Linked DNA regions of Sus scrofa: region 1 is linked to region 2. A link is a contact called in public Hi-C data. All regions are on one chromosome and are shown on one strand. Each heading gives the region's core, a stretch centred on a gene start, on an enhancer-like site or on the middle of the called end of the contact. The rest is flanking DNA. Distances are from core to core; before and after follow the strand shown.

The links. Hi-C and Micro-C count contacts between places; a contact is called where the count stands out from the background.
Region 1: a Hi-C map of liver shows a contact between it and region 2, with 2.8 times the contacts expected there. The contact joins the promoter of LOC106507705 here to the promoter of TMEM266 in region 2. A contact is called at or near these places in 3 of 5 promoter capture datasets (fetal liver, liver and skeletal muscle), 23 of 47 Hi-C or Micro-C datasets (adipose tissue, brain, embryonic fibroblasts and 13 more) and 1 of 2 datasets of contacts at active chromatin or transcription factors (skeletal muscle).

Annotation. Positions count from the first base shown.
Region 1 is chr7:56,385,229-56,391,956 of Sscrofa11.1, forward strand. It overlaps LOC106507705, which reads right to left and starts at 3,740. Exons shown (of 2, transcript XM_013989027.2): 1 at 3,593-3,740; 2 at 1,966-3,322. The coding sequence starts at 3,206. The coding sequence ends at 2,229. It overlaps TMEM266 (transmembrane protein 266), which reads left to right. Exons shown (of 11, transcript XM_021098998.1): 5 at 1,309-1,382.
Region 2 is chr7:56,306,164-56,313,112 of Sscrofa11.1, forward strand. It overlaps TMEM266 (transmembrane protein 266), which reads left to right and starts at 5,347. Exons shown (of 11, transcript XM_021098998.1): 1 at 5,347-5,449. NRG4 (pro-neuregulin-4, membrane-bound isoform) reads right to left here and starts at 5,245. Exons shown (of 7, transcript XM_021099011.1): 1 at 5,083-5,245.

The sequences.
Region 1 (6,728 bases), core at 2,490-4,989, 77 kb after region 2:
GGTTCCCACCAGTACTCATGTGACTCAGGATGGAAAGAATCCACGGCGTGTCGGGGCTTGCCTACCGAGGCTCATCTGGACCCAAAGCCAGGGACCCCAAAGTCTCCCCCCTGGAAGCTGGCGTTGCAGCCTCCTTCCCCCGAACATGCTCCAGGACCTTGTTTCCACCCACCCCTGGGGCTGCTCACCTCAGAGCTCCGGGGAGGCGGTGGGTTCTTCTCTCTGGGTCAGCCCACCCCACCGATGGCTTTGGGCCTTTTCGCTTGGCCCCCAGGGGATCTGAGCTGCAAGCTGAGCAGGCCTGGCCAGAGCCCTGGAGAGAAGCAGCCCTGGCTAGGCTAGCATGTTCTCAGCTTTCCTGCATCTTGTCTGCAGCCCCTGCATCCACAGCCAGCGGATGGCCTACCAGTATCCCTTTCAGGCTGGCCCCTGGGATTGGGGGGGTACTCCTCTCCCACCCACTCTCCATCAAAGCCCGCCTGACCCTTGTCCGGGGCCCCAGTGCCCTACTTTTGACCTCGCTCCTTGATAAACTATGCTCTGCTATGGCTCAGAGTTTAGTCAGGGCTGCTGAATGATAAAAGGACCTGCCAGAGGTGGTGCCTTAATGCCACAGATTGTCTGGTGGAGGTTGGGGTGGGAGCTCTCAGTGGCTGACGGCTCCCCCCCCCCCCCCCCCCCGCTCACACTCTGGAGTTCAGAAGCCTAGCAGACCCCAGCTGCTTGCTCTGCCACTTGCAGGAGGCTGACATGCCCTGCCCCACCCCTGGCTCCCTCTTCTGGTCCTGATCCTTCTCCCTCTAACACCCTGGCAGATATTACCATCTCAGCCACTCAGAGTTTTCAGAATGCAAAATCCAAGTAAGCCCACCTTAGGTCCCACTAACAGTGCACGGTGCTTTGGAGGTAAATTGCGGAGGGGATTTAGCCCTGACCTAAGCTGCCTCCCCAGGTCCGAGAGCCCTGGATGTCTTCAGAAGTCCCCCTCTGGAGGGCTCCTTGCTGGGAGGATGGCTGTGGCACAAAGCCCAGCTTGGTTGATGGGGCTGAGCGGGGCCTCTGAGAGGCAGCCTGTCGGGAGACAGAGGCCACCCCTCAGAGGGAGCAAGACAGAACATCCCAGGACCCCCACCTCCTCCATCACAGACACCCCTTAAAGCCGCCCTGATGGTCTCTGGCCCAGCTGCATATAGATCTAAATGCTCATGCCCTGGGCCCTCAGAGACCTGCCTCCGCACCGTGAAGCCCCCTCTACCAATGCACCTAATTCCTTGCGCCTGAAATTGGCCCCTGTTATTGTGCTTGCAGTTTCCAGTGCATTCCAGTTTGCTGGCGTGATACACTGGATCAGTCTGGTCATTCTCTCCGTGTTCTTCTCAGAGGTAGGTGGAGACTTGGGCCCGGTGACCATCTCTTTTGGGCGCCTCCTATCGCGGCGAGACAAAGCTTTATCCTCTAAACATTTTCTGGTGTCAGGCCCTCTGCCAGCCCTCGAAACTGCAAAGAGGGAAACACCATACAGGGAGCTGAGTCCTGTGCTGGGAGATGATGCAGGGAGGCTGGGCCTTGGCAGGTGACCCAGAGGGTGAGCAGGTGTTGTCCAGGGAAGGAGTAGATGGTGATATTGGTAAAGGAGAGGCTAGGTGGGTTGAGGGAGAGGGAAAGGTTCAGGAGGCAGATGCTGGGCCGAAGCTCAGGGGGCCTGGAGGTGGGGAGACTGGGGTCTAAGTGGCCGTGGTCCCGGAGACACAGGTAACCTGCCCCTTGGGGCTGAGGCATGTGAAGGGCAGAAAGGATGGAGTCACAGGGCTGGGCAGTGGACCTGACCCAGTTCTTTTTTTGCCTTTTTGCCATTTCTTGGGCCACTCCCATGCATATGGAGGTTCCCAGGCTAGGGGTCGAATTGGAGCTGTAGCCACCGGCCTACGCCAGAGCCACAGCAACGCGGGATCTGAGCCGTGTCTGCGACCTACACCACAGCTCACGACAATGCTGGATCCTTAACCCACTGAGCAAGGCCAGGGATCGAACCCGCAACCTCATGGTTCCCAGTCAGATTCGTTAACCACTGAGCCACGACGGGAACTTCTTGACCCAGTTCTTTAGGGGGTATAGAGTTAGGCCAGGCCGAGCTGTGCTCCCTCTGTGGGAGCAAGGGAACACTTGTCTGGGGTCAGGAAGCATGGATGCTCTTCACTGTTGCTGGACTCAGTAGATGAAGCCCAAGTTCATCTCCCTGTGTGTGAGGTAGGAGGGGAAAAAGCCCCTAGAGGCTCATGGGCACTGGGTTGGAGCGGGAGCGGATAGCTCTGGGGGCGGGGTCTGAAGTGTGTGGGAACCAGGATCTTGACACACTTCCTCCAATGTGACACCAATGAGGGATGCATCCTCTGAGCAGCCCCCAGCCTGTCACAGTGACACCCTGGCCTGCATTTCAGGGGCCTTGACGTAGGGCTGCTCCTGGCAGGGTCTCCGGGGGAAGCTGAGAAGCCCAGGCTGGATCCCGTGAGCAGGGGCAGGTCTCTGAAGGACAGGGGAGCTTTATGTGGAAATCCTGCTCTTCCTAACAGAAGACCAGCCCAAGTCAGCTGGCCACTGTCCCTCTCCCTTCGTGTGTCACAGGTCCCAATTAGCCCGTGCAGGGCCCTAGTGGGGCCTCTCAGCGAGGTCAGCAAGCTTGGGGAGAAAGCCAGAAAGGAGGCAAGCCCAGAGCCTGTAGGGGAGGTGCAGACCATGCACACATGCGTGCCCACACGCAGCTCACACCAGCACAGGGGACAATCCCCCGGAGGCAGAGGGGGTCTGAGTCCCAGGGCACAGGAGGGCCATGAAAGGAGGAAGGATGCTCTGGGAGAGCAGCGATGCAGGCAGAGGTTCGGAGAAGACTTTGTGATCAGGGAGCCCGAGGAGTCAGGCCCCAGGGTGCTCCTGTAGGCCTGCTCCGACCCCGTCTCATGGCACGTGCTCTCTCTCTCAGACTCAGTGGAGGCCTGGGCCTCAGGCCCAGAGTTCTGAATCCTGAGTCTGAGTGTGGAGTGCAGTGGGGCTGGGCAGCAGCACTCCAGGCACGGAACGTTCTCTTCCCAGGCCTCTTCCGTGCAGCCCACGGATTTGGCAGGCGAGCCGAGGCCCAAGGCTCCGACTATGGGGGCAGATCCCAGCACTGCCCGCCTGGGAAGTGTCCCAACCCTGCTCGCTGAGGTCATTGCTTCCCAAATAGTGCCTGCTCCCCAGCCCACTGCCCCTCAGAGGGTCCTGCCCTCCCTGGCCCCCTTGTCTCCACTCACCAGGAGATTCCCTCACACACACACACACACACACACTCACGGAGGCCGTGGCCAGATGTCTCCTTGATGCAAACCTTGGAAAATGTGCCATGTGTCTGTGACTGCCAACAAAAATGTTTAATCAGTTGCTGCGGTTCTTCCATCTATCCCTCCCCTTGCGTTTTATTGCCTTGGCAGAATTTATTACCCAGCGTTAATTTGGCATTCCCTTCCTGTCACTGCCGGAGACGAGCCACCTGAAACAGACAAGCCCCTGTGCAGAGAAATCGTGGCCTCAGACGTCCCCCCCGCCCCCCACCACCCACCACACACACACACACACACACACACACACACACACACAGCTGTGGAAGGGGCTGGGCCTCCCAAGGCTCAGTGGGGAGAGTGGGGGCTGGGGGAGCATGACTGAGGCCTCAGACCTTGTCAGAGACAGCGGGGGGCACGGCGGGGCGGGGCGGGGGGGGGAGAAACAGGAGTAACAGAGGAGTGACAGAGGGGTCCTGGGGATTAACAGAGGAGATGCCCCCACTTCTCCAGCATACCCAGCCTAGCGTGAGCAGAGGGGCTGGTACACAGTGTTCTCAGGAGAGGCAGCCCAGCTAGGCTGCCAGGGCTCCTAGCATCTGAAGAGGCTGAAAGAGTCCCATGGAGGCCCCCACCCCCACTTCCCAGAGGGCTGGAAATGTGTGTGGGTGTTTGTGCTTCTCCCAATGATCCGGACAGCTCTAGTGGGAAGGGCCAGGGGAGCCAAGCATCCCTCAGCCATGGGGCAGGTCTGCATATTCGCCTGCTGAAAATGCCAGCAGTGTCTCTTTGAAACCATAGGGACCAGGAAGGTAGCCCAGTGTCACTCAGTTTCCACCCAAACTGGTCCCAGGACTCTGGACTTGTCATCTGGTCTGTCCCCACTGCATCCCTTGTGGCCCAGATGTCCGCAGGGGGCGAGCGAACCAAGGATCAGGGAAGGGCCTGAGCCAGGAACTGAGAAAGAAAAAGGCAGACCCTGCAATGCCTCTGACCGTAAACCCAGCATGATGGGCACACCCTCCTCATCTATGGGGAAGCCACTGCCCCCACTTCGGGGCTGGCCCTTCTTTCTCAGTGGAATGCCCAGGGACATGGCTGTGGACTGAGGGCGGGGGGCGGAGGGCAGCGAGGGGACGGTCTCAGGCAAGTTCTCAGAAGGTCTGACCCAAAGGACTGCAGACGCCCTGCAGCCTTTCACCTCGTCCTGAGAGACAGCCCACCCTTGTCTCAACTGAGCTTTGGGACAGCCACCAAACCAGGGGGGACATTTTGAGAGTTGGGAAGCGGAAGCCTCGGGACGAGCAGCATGCTGCTGGGGCTGCAGGAACACAGACGGGGTGCGTGCTGCGCTAGTCTGTCCTTGCCCATCCCAGGGCTCGGCTCCAGGGAAGGCAGCTCTAGGCCCGAAGAAGAGAAGCCTGGGGCTGGTTTAGGCTCAGGTTGAGCACATCTGTTCCAACAGGCCGAGCTGTTCAGCCGCAAGGCAGGTGTTTCTCAAACACCTGAGAGTAGGCGCCCCCACAGTCAGGCCCCGAAGGGGCCCTGGAGGGGCCTGAGGTAGAAGTGGGTGCCCAGGAGGTCAGGCAGGGTCCCCCCGCTTCTGTAGGGCCCTGCAGCATTGGGCAGAGCCTATGGAATCCAGACAGAGAATTGTGGGGCCAGTGTTTCCAGAGTGCCACCCCACCCTTGGCTGAGACCAGGCCCGGAGGCCACTTGCCACTGTGGAGGCCAGCTGCTTCTCTTCCCAAGACTGCGTGAGGCCTTAGGGCCTGGCCAGACCTTAGGGCCACCCTGCAGCAGGGCCATAGTGCAGACCATGGGCTGTTGGTTCTGCCCCCTACTTGGGGCAGAGATGCAGAGTCTTAGGTCTTTTCCTGCAAGAGGAGAAGGCTGGCCTTCTAGAGCCTCAGCAACTGCTGCTTCTTCCTCCTCCTATTTATTAGGATGATGATGCTCTTGAGGTGAAATTTACATAACGGGACCCTTTTAAAGCTTTCCACTCAGTGGCATTCAGCACACACACAATGTTGTACAGCCATCACCCCTTCCTAGTTCCAAAGGATGTTCATGACCCCCAAGAGGAGACCCTGTCCTCATTAAAGAGCCACTCCCTATCCGCCTTTCCCCCAGCCACTGCCCATCACTCATCTGCTGTTTCTATGGTCTTTACTCTTCTGGATATTTCATGTAAGTGGAATCATACGATACATGACCTTTTGTGTCTGGCTCTTTTCACATAACGTGTTTTCAAGTTCATCCACACTGTGGCGTGGATCCGTGCCTCATCCCTTTTTATGTCTGACTCCTGTTCCATTGTATGGATAAACCACATTTCTTGTATCCACCTGTCGGTTGATCAGAGTTTCCCTTAACTTGGGCTTTTAGGGCCACCTCCTTCTCCCTGGCACTGCCTCTCAGGGTTGGCCTGAGCTGTGCTGGCTCTCGAAGGAGCCTGGCCTGCTGGCTTACCTGCGCCATGAGCCAAGTGAGAGCCACTGCCAAACCAAACTGAGCCAGGGCCTCTTCTCTCCACATCAGCAGCCACCCCAAGATTCTAGACCTGTGAGGGGTCCCTCTCCTGCCTGTTGCTTTCTGCCAGGGGGCGCTGGCAAGCCTCAGTCAGCAGACGGAAGGAAGGCAGGAGGGTTGGTCTGTGGCTCTACCCTCTCAGAGTTGAGGATACATTCGCTTCACCTCAGGGTCTGAGGAGAATTTGACAAAAGGAAGCCAGTTTGGCTACTGAGTTGCTGTGTGGCCTTGGACAAGTCACTGCCCCTCTCTGTGCCTCAGCTTCCCCTCACCTCAACATGAGGGAATAGGACCTGTTTTAGGCGTTGTCTTCTTGACCCTGTGGGGGGCGGGGGTGGGGATCAAGCCACTGCTGGTGCATAGGAGAGAGATGTTATTGGCTGTCTCACTCTCTGAGTTCCAGGGAGGTCGGAGCAATCAGGGTGCATGGACAGCGCAGGCTGTCCTTTGACTTCTCACCTCCTGTGTCCCAACTCTCAAAAAGTCCCATCCATGCCATGAATAATGGTGACCCCACCCCTCACAGGACAAGGCCAATAGGATCATGAACGTGCCTTGAAAAGGGCAAGAAGAAGAAATGAGCAGGCTCGGTAAGGGCAGAGGACCCATCAAAGGATCAGACTTGATTTTAGAAGCTCTGGTCCTGCCACCTCCACCCCATGCCAGCGCCCTGCCCCTGTCAAGCTGGCCATGGAGCAAGCCTGTTTTTCTGCCACCACCAGGACCCCTTTGTCCTGGAACACCTCTGCCAGGCCTCCCGGGTGCTGTGTAAAGAAAACAAAAGGCCCACTGTGCCAGGCCACGTAGACGGCAAAGGGGGTTCAACTCCCAGTGGTTATTGGGACAGTTTCCCGGAAGACAGCGTCAAGTGTCTAGTGTTTGTGT
Region 2 (6,949 bases), core at 4,097-6,596:
AGATCTATGTATTGTTCTGTGGAAATACTAAATAATAACATTACAGTTCCTATTCTCTTGATTTCTTCTTCAGTTTTGAAGCAAAACATAAACAATTTAAAAATACTAAATTTCAAAGATATCTTTTGAATTCAATTATTCAAAAGAATAATTTTCACATATTAACTAAAATTTGCACTTATGAGCCAAAAATACGACATCTCAAAGTTTGCACTTTGTTTCACTCTGAAATATTACATGCAAATGAAGACTCTAAGTGATCACAGAGAACAACAACACTGAAGTAATCAAGCTCTGTTTCTCCATCCTTACAGTTCCTGTGCTACTACTGTTTATTAAGAATCTACTATCTATGGAGTTCCCCTTGTGGTGCAGTGGAAACAAATCCCACTAGTATCCATGAGGATGAGGGTTCAATCCCTGGCCTCGCTCAGTGGGTCAGGGATCCTGCATTGCCGAGAGCCAAGGTGTAGGTTGCAGACTCGGCTGGGATCCTGAGTTGCTATGGCTGTGGTATAGGCTGGCAGCTGCAACTCCAATTTGACCCCTAGCCTGGGAACTTCCATGTGCCTCAGGTGTGTGGGCCTAAAAAGCAAAAAAAAAAAAAAAAAAATGCAGGCATGTGGACCAAAGGGGTTGCAGACATGAATTGCACCCAAAGCTTTGAATTACCCTGAACATTTATAAATTTAGCTGGAAAAATTCATTGAAGGCCAACTGTATAATAGGGAGTTCTTTGATTTAACTGCTATGTAGAATATAATATTTATTAAAGGATCAATAATTAAAACTAATTTGAAGCGTATAAATACAGCAGTAAAACTTACAGTAACTACAGAAATTATTTGAACTTAGATTCATAAGAAAATTTTCGGGGAGGAATATTTTATCACTGACATTGTTTAAATTTCTAGTACATAAAACTACTGATAAACATCTGAAAGACTTTTAGTGGGTTTATTATGGTTTAAATTCCACACAGACGAGAATTTTTGTTGCCTACACCCAAGGTGATGCTCTCATTGCGCTACTCTTTTTTTTCTTTTCAGCCACACTCACAACATATGGAATTTCTGGGCCCAGGGATCAAATCTGAGCCACAGCTGTGACCTATACCACAGCTGCAGCAACAGCCGGACCTTTAATCCACTGCACCCAGATCGCTGAGCCACAGCAGTAACTCCTCATTGCCCCACCCTTGCTGTGCCATTGCTCAAGGTGAAATCTGCCATTCAGGTACTATCCTTGAAGGTGGACTTGCTGCATTAAGCATATTTAACCTACTTATGAGAAAACCTTTTTAAAAAGAATGTTAATTGAGGACCTGCTCAGTGCGTAGTACTGTGCTGCTGCCCTCCCTTTTTTTTTTTTTTTTTTTTTTTTTTTTTTTTTTTTTTTTTTGGTGTAGGGGGAGCAAAACTGTGGCATATGAAGTTCCCAGGCTAGGGGCCGAATCTGAGCTGCAGCTGCCAACCTACCCCACAGGCCCAGCAACTCAGGGATTTGAGCCTTGAACAGCTCACAGCAATGCCAGATCCTTAACCCGCTGAACAAGGCCAGGGATCAAGCCTGTGTTCTCAGGGATACTAGTTGGGCTAGTTACCACTGAGCCACGACTTTTTTTTTTCCTGTGCTTTGTTTTATTCACATAGACTGCAGGCTCATGAGTTTTTCTAATTACATTTTTTTCCTTTTTTTTTTTTTTTTTTTTGTCTTTTTAGGGCCGCACCCATGGCATATGGAAGTTCCTAGGCTAGGAGTCGAATGGGAGCTGCAGCTGCCAGCCTACACCACAGCCATAGCAACTCAGGATCCGAGCCAAATCTTCGAACTACACCACAGCTCACAGCAATGCCAGACTGCCAACCCACTGAGCGAGGCCAGAGATCAAACCCACATCTTGATACTGGTGGGATTAGTTTCCGCTGCGCCACAATGGGAACTCCAACTTTTGCTAATTACAAGTCAATCATATTTATTCATTGAAGCTATCTCAGCAGGATTTTTAAAGCTATTTATTAGCAGTTATTATGTATACTTAAAATTTTAAATATCACACAAAGTCATACATACATATTCCATTTTTCAGGCTTTTCACTAACTCAGATTGGCTTTCTCCCTATGTGTTCCAAATAAGTGAGGCTGCTTTACAAATCAACATTTAGAAGAGGTTTTAGAAGAGGTTTTAAAATATTAACATTTACATAACCATTAACAACTTAAAATCTCTTGCTGTTATTTAAATTTTGCAAATCATGTGCCATCCAAATCCTATGTTCTACTTTTCCAAGCAGCTACCTCAAGAGAACAAATTCTAACTCTGATAGCAATCTTTTTCAGACATTCATAGGATCAACACAATCTCCAATCTGCCCCCTTATAATCTTGCAGCTGTGTACATGCACAAATTTTCTGATTATATGATTCTGGTACTTTTGAAAAGACAGTCTTTTTTAATGAAAAGAAAATCTGACTTACCTCAAAAGGTATTTTGGTCTGGGATAGCGTGCCAATTACAGCTACATTAGAGGCAGAGCTATCTAGCAAGAAAGTGACACACAAGCCTTGAAACTACAGTTAATTTCCTCCACTCCGGCTTTATAGATCCTATTTTCCTTCTGCTGTGGGGTTTCTTCACTCACAAAATTCCCTCTCTCTAGTCACCTACAATTTACTGAAGCCACTCCTGTTCTATTTATAGGTCTACTATTCCCCAACCTCTCCTATTGATAAGAATCACCTGGGGCAGTTAAAAATAAAAATAACAGGCCACTCGCCTGTAGATTAGATTTTAATGGGTTTCAGGTGGGGCTCTGCAATTTGATTTTAAACAAGTATCCCCAAGAGACTCTTACAGACACATTTATGAAAAGCTAAGGAGGCCTGCCAGAGATCTTCACAGTTCCTCCAAATTGATCAGCCTCAAGGGATAATCCTCCTCTAGGTATTACGACTTAGGGTATTCGAAAACAGAGCAGGAAAAGTTTGAAGAATACAGAATAGCATCTTGTCTACACATCTGATTTGGGTTTTCAACATCCTAAGAATTTATCAAAGAGGGGGAAGATTTTAGTTTGGGTTAGTGATGCTCACCACCAGGGAGCAGCATAGAGCTGATAAATTACATATGTTTTGAGATTTTTTACTTCACACTACCACATAAAATGGTTGCACCTACATTTACCATGAACTGATTACAAAAAAAAAAAAAAAAAAAGCAACACACTTAAAGACACAGGTAAAAGATGATACTATGCAATTTCCACATAGTTTGCTTTCTCTCTCTAGATGGTCTTCATTGACAGTATTGTAGGGAAAAAGTTCCCTTGAAGTAATATTGCACCTGAATCCAAAAACTGTATTAGACTACAAAGATTTCAGGTAAACCAAAGTGGTATTCCATTTTCTCTGTCTGCAAGTTTCAAAATCCTACTCTTTTAACCAGCATTGTAACTGGATGCTTTTCAAAGATTTTGATCAAATCATTAGAGTTCTACTGAGTAGGGGCTAATGGGGTAGATAACAGCTTGAGCAGGCCATGCCAAGATTGGCTTTTTTGTTTTTGTTTTTGTTTTAACACTTTTTCAGGTGTTGTTGAAATGTTGCCCCCACGGTAAGAAAACTATACCCACTCATTCCATCCACTCTTCCAAGCTGTCTTGACTCATTCTCACTTTCTCTTTTCCACTCCACATTAAATGCAAGAGAAAAATCTCCTGGCATCCTAGCTAGCTTCTACAAATATCACCTCCAAGGGCCTTGTGTTCCTCTGAAATTCCATTAGAGTTGGATAAGAAACACTGAAAGATGAGGAAGGACCTAAAGAAGGAATTTTACTTATTTCCCAGCTTGCCAAAATTAGATACACATTCCCCATCTAGATATCCCTGTATCTAAGAAAAACATGACCTAAGGCCCTGGGGCAGTTCTGTGCCCTGGGTTTTGAAGTTGTTCAACTTCACAATTTCCACCTTTTAGCTAGAAAAGCTGAGGTGAGAGAAGAGGCAAGAATGACTAAGATATTCCTGGGAGACCAAACAGGCCTCACCAAAAAACAAAGAACACAACAAAGTCCCATTTTATAAGACATATGAGAACCAGAAATCAAGGCTGCCTGCAGAGCCAAAGCTCACGGTAGAACTTAGCGTTTAAGGAGGGTTTCCAATCTTTTCAAGCATCTGAACAAAAATGTCAGGGCCCTAATGGAAGATGGCTCGACTTTTAGCATGAATTGAGGCTGCAAATAACAAAAGCTACTCTGAATCCAGAAGCTGCTTAAGTGATTGTATTGCATTGCTCACAGCAGTACCTGCAGACATTAAAGCTGTAGGTATGTTTGTGAGGACTCTAACCTACCGAGAGTATTTATGGGAGCATCTAAAGTCCTCATTTACTCCACTTGCCCCACCCGCTAAGCAAGAGCCGCGGTCCTAAAGCAAGCGTTCTCCACCGGGTCGATGTTATCTACAAGGGGTGAAATCTTACTCTTTTTATGTATAAAGTACGATACATAAGTAGCTATACAGTGCATGAATGGTATTAGAATTCCGGGGGAGGGGGGACAGGTTTGGTGAACAAACATTCAAAAAGGCTTTTAAGAGGGTAATAACGGGGAGGGGGGTGTATGAAAAACAACTATCCCTCAAGGGTCCTGAGCTAAGACTGTCAAAAGAAGGACCTGACAGGTATTTTTCTCCCAGACAACAACCTGAGGGTCAGGGGTCTCTGACTCTGCTTCGACCTCGGCCAGAAAGAGATGTTTTCCTCTGCACGCCTCAAACCGCAGAGGGCAATGCCCGCCGTTCGCTCCCTCACGGCGTGCCATGTGCGGGTGTAACGAACGACTGGCAAAAAGCTTTGGAAACTGCCAAGCGCTGCACCAAAGCCAGAGAAGGGCTCTATTCTTGTTTGTACGAAGTCCCCCGGGCGGGGCCCCCTCGGCCTCCACACTTGTTGCTTCCCCGCCCCGCCGGCCTCCCCTTCAGACTTTCCCTCCGCGACCCCACTCCTCTCTCCGAACATGTGTTATCAGGGGTCCTCCCCCACCCCAAACCCCGCGACCCGGCCCCGCGAGCCCCTCACCCAAGCCACGAGGCCGGCGCGCTCCGTTCTGGCCCTGGCGCTGGCCGAGTCCCCAGCCCCCGCCCCCTGCCCGGCTCCCGCCGCCAGCCCGGCCACCCGAGGCCGCCGTTTCCTAGACAGCCGCGCGGCCGCTCCGCAGCCGCCGGGGCGCGCGCGCAGACGGCGGGAGGTGAGGGCGCAGGCGCGGGCCCGAGCGAGCCGCTGGCGCGTGGCCGCGCGCGCGCGCCCGAGCGCGGTGGGCGGAGGAGCGGAGGGAGCGGCGGGGCCGCGAGGGGGCGGGGGGGGGGCGCGGAGAGGGGAGCCCCGGGAACGCGAGCCGCGGCCAGCGCGGCTGCAGAGCCCAGCGAATCCCCAGCCCCGGCAGCAGGTATGTGTCCCCGCAGCCAGCCGTGGCCGGGGCTTCCCCTGCCTCGCTTCCAGGGTCCTGTGGCCGGGGTAGGGGTGGGGGCTGGTCTGGGTTTGCAGGGTACGTGCCCTGGAGGGCTGGGATCTTACCACTGACCTTCATCCCCGCTGGCCCGGGTAGCAAGGCAAGGGTGCCTGGGGCAACCCAGGTCTTCAGCTCCAGCCTGGGGATCTGCTTCTTGTCACATGCTTCTTATTTATTTTTGCAAACTGCCCTGGTTCGGGTCCAGCTGCAGATGCCTTACCTCCCATTCTTTGCCTCCGTGTGCCATCTTGCATTTATTAATAAAACATGCAAGCTTGGGGGTGGGGGGATTGCTGCTGAGGGGAATCCCTTTGCAGTATAACAAGCGGGCGCCTATTTTCGGTTTTCAGGCGTGGTATTGAGGTGGAAATCCCACACTCTAGGGATTTGTGGCTTGGTTGGTCGTGACCACTTCCTAGTGGGCTTCCCCCATCTGTCTGGAGGCGCCACAGCAGCAGGATGGACTGTCAGGAAAGGATGGTGGATTTTCACCGTCAGGCCAGAATCGCGTTTTAGGGACAGGTGCAAGCTACAGCAGACAGTTCCCTGCTTGCTAACTTGCCAGGGTAGCTTAAACCTAGAAAATTGTTTCCCTTGATTGCTGAGAGGAGGCCTTGAACAGAATCCCAGAGACTTGCAGACTCAAACTCATTAAGGTTTTGCATCTGAAGATGACTAAAGCTTGCCACCTGTTGGAAGATAGACCCCATGAAATCCCCTGTAATCTAGCCCACCAATCCCTGTTTCAGTCACTAATACTGAGATAACAATAGGCACATATTGATTCCTTCTGTGTTCTTTAATACTGCTTGGCTTTTGTCTTTTTTAAAATAAAACCTACCTATGACTTGATGCCCCATGTGTCATAGATTGAAATTACATGATTACTTTGTATCCCATACACGTGTAACATCATATCCTACACAGTAAATTTCTCTTCAGTGTATATGTTACCTATTTCCGCAGCTTTTTACTTTGCTTCAGGCAACAGCTGAAAAGTGGGATGTATGTAACTGATTACCTTTCTTTCTTTGTTTTTCTACCCTGAAATACTGTGGTGAAAAAAGAAATAGTAAAAGCTGGAAGCATAGAATGAAATGGTTATCCAAGATGTTGGGATACAGCAGCAGGACTGTAATTATTAGTAGTCAGAGTGCCACATCGAATCGTGAGAAGGACATATTTCTTAAATGCTCTTATGTGCCAGGTACTGAGCTACAAGCTCTTGGTGCATGATCTCATTTAATCCTCATAACCTATTGTCTCCATGCTGAAGATGAAGAGACTAAGACTTAGAAAGGTTAGCTAACTCGCCCAAGGTCGCACAGTCAGGGACAGAGTAAGGATGCCACCTCTAGTGCATCTGATTGCTGGGGGGTCAGATGGGAGGGGGTAGGAGTAGCCCTTAACCCTGATGCTGCCATGCCACCTACATTT